2 separate regions of the Drosophila melanogaster genome follow, and region 1 is linked to region 2. A link is a contact called in public Hi-C data. All regions are on one chromosome and are shown on one strand. The core of a region is the stretch at or near the end of the contact, and the rest is flanking DNA. Distances in the headings are between cores, read along the strand shown.

Evidence for each region. A called contact is a pair of places that touch in the nucleus more often than the background predicts.
Region 1: a contact with region 2 is called in a Hi-C map of the Kc167 cell line, with 4 times the contacts expected there. The contact joins the promoter of dah here to the promoter of Remo in region 2. A contact is called at or near these places in 6 of 107 Hi-C or Micro-C datasets (the Kc167 cell line, embryo, eye imaginal disc and 2 more).

Annotation. Positions count from the first base shown.
Region 1 is chrX:15,326,319-15,329,994 of dm6, forward strand. dah (discontinuous actin hexagon) reads left to right here and starts at 2,024. Exons shown (of 6, transcript NM_078607.3): 1 at 2,024-2,354; 2 at 2,418-2,634; 3 at 2,692-3,549; 4 at 3,614-3,676. The coding sequence starts at 2,126. Top1 (Topoisomerase 1) reads left to right here. Exons shown (of 8, transcript NM_001014742.2): 8 at 1-1,711.
Region 2 is chrX:13,286,659-13,290,248 of dm6, forward strand. It overlaps Remo (Remoulade), which reads left to right and starts at 1,393. Exons shown (of 3, transcript NM_132642.3): 1 at 1,393-1,967; 2 at 2,034-2,252; 3 at 2,309-3,590. The coding sequence starts at 1,705. CG15743 reads left to right here. Exons shown (of 2, transcript NM_001298268.1): 1 at 1-221; 2 at 298-1,083. The coding sequence ends at 836.

The DNA.
Region 1 (3,676 bases), core at 774-3,273, 2.0 Mb after region 2:
ACACAAGCTAATCCAATATATGTCAGTTTTATTCATTAAAGGCAAGAGGAGATGTGAAACCTGGGCAAGACGTCGCCGCCACCTAAAAACAAATCAGGAGCATAATTTTCTATGTCTCTACAAAAGAACTTTTTTGTCAAGATACCCTTATACTTCATAATTTTACATATAAAACATATATACATATATATATTTATATTTATGTATATAATAATATTTGTGTATATATTTTTATTTTTAATATAATACATACATTTACATAAATATATATATATAGATATATATATATATATAAAAATATAGATGTATATATATATCTATATATATATATATATATTTAATAGCAAAAGCAAACGAAAATTATACAATTTAAAACGCAATTTTTTTTATGTTTACCTATAGTTGATTTTGTTTAGCGAAAACAAAAAACAAAAACAAAAACAGGCATTTGTACATAACAAGCCAGCAATTAGTTACCAAATTAGATATTAACTAAATTAAGATATAATAACATTGTAAATAAATATAGCTGTAAGCCCCGTAGCTAATGCTATACTATCTAAGTTAGTCTAGTTTTGTAAACTATTCTATCTATCATAATAATAATAATAATTTGTATAAGTGCAAACTGAACAGAGAAACCTTGTAGCCCAACTTTTAGCATAGCATAATTTATTCAATTCAACTCTGAAGCAGCGCTATTTGTCGACCGACCGCCCCCGAAAATGAAGAACAAAGCCACATTGGATGGATCTCGATGTGGTTTCGCTTTGATTTCGTACCTTATGATCATTTTAGTTAACATTTCGAAATATACAAATGCTAAATTGATTTGCAGACAGACCCTTAACTTTCTATACTCTAAGCAGACAGGTTTCAAGTTCTCAACCGCAAACCAAGCCGCCATCACACTGAAAACCAATTGCAGATACAAATCAAACGAGCAATTCAAATAACTCGATGAACCAAAACAGAAACACAGCCAGCAAACCAGTCGCAGCGAAAGAAAGAACTTTAATCTGAAAGAAAGGAACTTTATACATATAGAATCTATAGAAGTATGTGCAATTAAGTGAGCTAAAACTATACCTTAAACCTTGTAAAAATCGAGCCTTCACTTGAATCCTTCAGTCGACGAGAGCAGTGGATTCAGGTGGAGTTAGGAACATCCCCAACATCCATGTGCCCCAATCCCATCAGCTACGATTATGGCCGTACTTTTAACTAAGCAAATCGATGGAAATTTATATCTCGCCTCACGCCCCCCCTAGCATAAATGGCAAACGCGCATTGCAAATGAAGAGCGAACGATCTTTATATACATACATATAAACACACACACACACACGCCCAAACACATATTATAATTAGTGATTGATATAATGTGAACGCAAACATCTGTGTGCGTTTGTCGTGGATTCGCATACGGAAGCGGGAGAATGCTTTTAAAAGGCAAAAAAAAAAGTTAAATAAACTAATTACGAACCCTTCTTCGAACGCCCAGCCCCGCCCCGCCCCGCCACAACACTCACATATAAACTTGGCATATTATAATATTGATATAAGCAAACAAAAAACAACAAGCGAAATGATAAGAAACCCACTATTTTAAATCGAAAGCAAAGTAAATGAAAAACAAAATAGCATAAGTGAATGTAATTGCAATGGAATGATGCAAATATACATAAAATATATATTTAATTTTAAAATCTATGTGACACTCTTTCCATTTCCTCGTTTTGGGTAATTATTCGCATTCAAAAGAAGGGTTTTTAAATAACTTTGTTTTGTTTTTGAAATTGGGAAAATACTATGGTGAACCCAAGTTGTTCAGTTTACATTTCCCGTTGCTCAAACTTATTTACCAATTATTATATCATGGTCAAATATTCTTAGAACGAACGGATGACTTAATTAATGATAATAATAATTTTGAATCAAATTTAAAGCGCTAACGGTTCGGCGAAGTGATATCGATAACACGCGCGGCGTTGCCACCTCACGCCACACAATTTGACTTTTGCGCTAACGGAAGAGGAAGAGATCGCGAGAAACGACGCGTTTAAAAGAGACTGAAATTAATTCGAGAATCAAGGGAAATATATAACAATAAACGCCTGACAAAATGCTGAGATCGTCGGTGCCCGTGCAGCTGACAAAACTGCGAAATAGCGCCGAGGCCGTGGCGTCCATTGCCCGCGAAAAGGGATCCCAAGGTGGCCAAGGACAAAAGCAACAGGTGGACAAAGAGCTATCCACCATCATGGATGACTTGCAGCGGGATTACGGGAATTACAAGTACACGGTATACCGGTGCGCCAGTAAATTTGTGGCGCTGCAAAAGATATTTCACAGTGAGTCAGTCGCGTAGGTGGTCCATTCGAAGGAGTCCCCAAGGATTAACCTTCAAATTGCAGCTGGAAAAATCCCCTACAAGCTGGTTTTGGCCATTTTGGATCGCCATAACTTGAGTGGTGGCCTGGAACTGATGGTTCCTCCATTCCAGTTGACCTCCCTGCTGCACGATGTATACTTTGCCTGCGAGAAACTAGGCCATTTCAACCAGGATGCGAACTATAAACTGGACAGGGCAACCGGGCTGTTGGCCAACTTCTTCTGGAATGTCTACGATCCGTGGGTTGAGTTTCTGGCATCTTAAGAATATGTCTGATATTTGATTGGTTTCGCTAGGCAACGCAGACACTCCATATCCCTGTTAGAGATCAGGATCACCTTCATACTGCTGTGCAAGCTATATAGCAGCGATCACCTGGTGGGCGACATCTTTGGCCTGCTGGCCGATCCCAAGTCGCAGATCATCTCCAGATATGCATTCGAACAGCTCCTAGCCACGCTGAGCAAGTTACTCAGCTATTTGGGCGAGGCCAAGGCCTATGGCGTCCACAATCTTCCGTTGGCTATGGAGCAGTGCTTTGCCCGCTGTCCGCATGGCGTTGGTGGACTGACCGAGCCGCAGTTCCACAAACTCTGGACGGGAGCGGGTGTCCAGACGAGATTCCTGATCTATGGCAATCTGCTGGCACTGGTGAAACGCATCGAGGACACCGAGCATTTGATTCACAGTAATTCTTGTGCCGGCTGCCGCAAGGAGCACATTGTGGGCATACGTTTCCGGTGTCAGGTGTGTAGGGATATATCGTTGTGCCTGCCCTGCTTTGCAGTGGGCTTCGCTGGTGGTCGCCACGAGCCGGGTCATCGGATGTGCGAGGTCTTCGTGGAGGATCAGCCGCCATTGCGTTGGACCCGCCACCTGGCCAGGCTGTGCGGCTGGCTGGTGATGCCGCGCAAAACACAGGAGGAGGAGCGTCGCGGCTTCTGTAATGCGCAGGAGAGTGGGCCCGCCTTGGGTCAATCCGCTGCCACGCCCATTCCCGCAGAGACGCGCAGTGTGCGCAGTCAGTGCCAGGAGAAGGACCGCACAGTTGTCCTGCAGCAACAGCAGCAGGAGCTCTGCTCCCTGACGGGTCTAGCCAGCGAGGCGTCCAGCAGGCTGCAGTCCATCATCGATCGATTGCTTTTGCAAAATGCGTGGGTGTTTTCCCTTCTTTCGCCACACTTGTTAGCCAAGCCTTAAGGTTCTCTTGCATTTCAGGAAGCTGGAAACCCAGCTGCAAACAGTGGCCACCGCATCTAGTTCGGAAATATCGCAGTTTCT
Region 2 (3,590 bases), core at 143-2,642:
CGACGGCCGGTCACATTGTGTGATGAAGCAGGGCCTGCAGCGAATCTTTCCCCGCGTACAAATCTTCTCCGAGGAGGACAAGGAGCACTGCAAGCAGGCACACGGCTATGATCTAGATCCAACGGTCCTCCACGAGACCGCACAGATACCGGATGTGACCGTAAATGCCCAGGATGTCACTGTTTGGGTAGATCCGTTGGATGCCACCAAGGAGTTCACCGGTGAGGATGGCTTCTTTAGTTATTAATATTATACAATGGCATGTTCTGGAGCTAAATTTCATTTTTCAATCCACAGAGGAGCTATACGAGTACGTGACCACCATGGTGTGCGTGGCAGTGGCCGGAAGGCCCATCATTGGCGTGATCCACAGCCCGTTCAATGGACAAACCGCGTGGGCGTGGGTGGGCAACTCGATGTCTGAGTACCTATCCAATCTGCATCCGCAGCATTCGCCAAACAATCAGGCGCCCATCATTACAGTCTCGCGATCCCACACGGCAGGTGCCAAGGATCTGGCGAGGGGCATCTTTGGCGAGAATGTCAGCCTGCTGACGGCGGCGGGAGCTGGCTACAAGGTGCTCCAGGTGGTGGCCAACAATGCCACCGCCTATTTGCACACGTCGAAGATCAAGAAGTGGGACATTTGCGCCGGCGATGCTATTCTGCACGCATTGGGCGGCACAATGACCACGCTGAACGATCAGTTGATTAACTACGGACCAGAGGAATCGCCAGTCAATACGGAGGGCCTGCTGGCCACCTTGGAGCAGCATGACGAGTACATGGACAAGCTGTCCAAATATCGCGAGGCGCACAATGGCAAGCTGGCGTAGGGTCTGGTCAGCTCCCCTACATTCTAACCCTTCCCGAGGAAATCCCCTCGCCCACATCGTTTAGGCAGCATTCAAAAATAGCTTTAAGTTAAAAGAAGGAAACCTGTTTTTCGTAATCTCAATGTTTGTTTGTGCGTGTGCTTCTTTTTTTTTGCATAATTACGTTGGTTGTGCGGCGGCGCGGCGGGGTCATGAACCCGGACCAAACCAAACCGCCCAGTTGGCTCAAAATAAACTTATTTTAAACTGAACACATGCCCTTCCTAATGACATTAAATGGGTCTAGACTTTACGCCTAAAACGTGTACTTTATATACCCACTAGCTATATACCCACTATAATAGCTAAAAATTGAAAGAATATTACCCTTTTTGTTAGCAATAAGAATTTTTTTTACTTTTTCAATTTGAATTTTTAAATAGTCGAGTTCTACTCCATAATTAGCCGGGTACTTAACCACACCAGCTACCAAGCATAACTATCGATATATCCCACGAGTGCAGTATAATGCACAATTTTTATAGCTTGCGTATTTTTTTTTACAACCGGGCGGTATTATCTATCGATAGTTCGACGGTCACATTTAGCGTACCACTTTTTTGTATAAACTAAAAAAAAAAGCGCAGTGTATTATTGTTGTTGCTTATAATGCGTTTGCTTAAATCGAAAATTGTTAATTAAATGTGCGCTTCCTGCGCCCGGCATGTAATCACTCGCATCGATCCAAATGGGCGGCCAAACGAAAGAGGGGCGTGGAGATCGCCCCCCTTCTCCTTTTCATTCTCCACCTTCATCGTCCAGCAATCCACCGCTGCCCCTCCCCCTTCTCGGATTACTGCTGCTCTTGTTGTTGTTCTTCCCAAATCTGATGCCGACAGCGACGGCGACGTCGACCGCAGCAGAGGGGGGCCAGGCGGTGCAAGTGCAAACGCATCAAGATACGGAGCTCCCCCAAAATCCCGAAACGGGCATTGCGACGGGACAAGGAACAGCGTCATCGTGCCCACGAAAATGCAGCTGCCGGAGCACAGCGGAAAACATACACAGCCTTAAGATTCGCTGCGATGAGCAGCAGATAACCAACTGGCGGGAGTTGGACTTTGGAGAGGATGTGACCAGTATTGTCAGCATGTAAGTGATTCGATAGTTGCCCCCTGTGGTTCCTCTAAAATGCAAATAACTCACTTATATTTATAGCAATGCCAGCAAGAATTCAATTGCACTGATAACCGCCGAGGATTTTCGAAACTTTACGGAACTCAAGCGTCTGGATTTGTCGTTCAATCTGCTCACCGAACTGGACAAAGACACCTTCGGGGATAGTCTGGCGCATTTGGAGAAGCTGAAGCTGGCCGGCAATGCCATTAGCCACATCTATGAGGGCACCTTTGACCAAATGCCCAAGCTTAAGTTGCTGTAAGTTGGATATCCATTCTAATCCTGGCAAAAACAGTGATATCATCTTCTTACAGCGACCTGTCTGGAAATCCCTTGGCCTGCGATTGCGGATTAATTTGGTTGATCGCCTGGTCGAGCAGTCGTGAAGTGCGTCTACAGCCGCCACCAAAATGCGAATCGCCGGGCAACTTTCGTGGTATGCCGCTAAAGAAACTGCGCGTGGGAAAGGATTTCCATTGTGAGACGCTGCTGCAACCGTTGCTCGAGCTAATTCCCAGCCAGAATCAGGTGGCCTTTGAGGGCGATGAGCTGCAGCTCAAGTGCCACGCCCCACGCGTTGCCATTGGTGTGCCCAGGGAGAGCGAGGATCTGCCGACAAAGGCCTATGTGTTCTGGGGTTGGTCCGAGAAGATACGAGCCAAAAACTCCACGGAGGATATTATTTATCAGGATCCCACCAAAGTCTTCGGCGATGTGAATCTAGAGACTCGCCATTCCACGGACTCGGGCATACTGCAATCGATACTGCGCATTGCCAGCCTAACCCAGAATCACACAGGCATGTGGGATTGTACGCTGCGCAGCCAGCAGGCGAATCTATCGCAGGCCATCGTTCTGCATGTGGTAGCCAAGGGGACGCTGTACTGTGAAGCTCGCGTGGTGCACACGAACAAGGGCACCTACCACTGGCCCAGGACGATGCGAGGCGAGACTGTGCTGCAGGAGTGCGTGGAGGAGCCCAGCGATGCCACACAAGCCCGCCGAGCTTCGCATGAGTGCGGACCATCGGGTGAGTGGCTAAATTTGGATACGGAAAGTTGTGTGTACGTCAGCGAGACGACACGCATACTGGAGCAGTTCGCCAAGGTGAATCTTACGCTGACTAAGGGTCAGAATGCGCTGGAGATTGCACGACGTTTGCACAACTTTACGCAAGCGCAGACGCAGCTGAATCGCATACGAGATCCCATGGATTTGGAGTACATTGCACGCACGTTGGTCAAGTACTTGGATCAACTGGAGCAGCCGCAGCAACAGCAAGAGATAAGTCACCTGCTGATGGACATAGTTTCGCAATTGCTTAACCTGCCCGCTCATCTCTTTCGAGCCGCACAATCCGAGCAGGGAACTGGGCAGCGGCTGCTCCACGTGGTGGAATCCTCGGCCATGCGCCTGGCCTTGGCCAGCACACAGGCGGAACCGTTGCCCGCAGAGATGATACCCTGGCGAGGATCGCTTGCCCAGCAGCGTAACCTATTCGTCGAGTTCTTTAACATCAGTTTGGATGCCTTCGTTAGCCTGTCATGCGTTTGGTTGGAGCAAAGTCCTCGAGGCTTCCAATGCAACAGTGCCAAC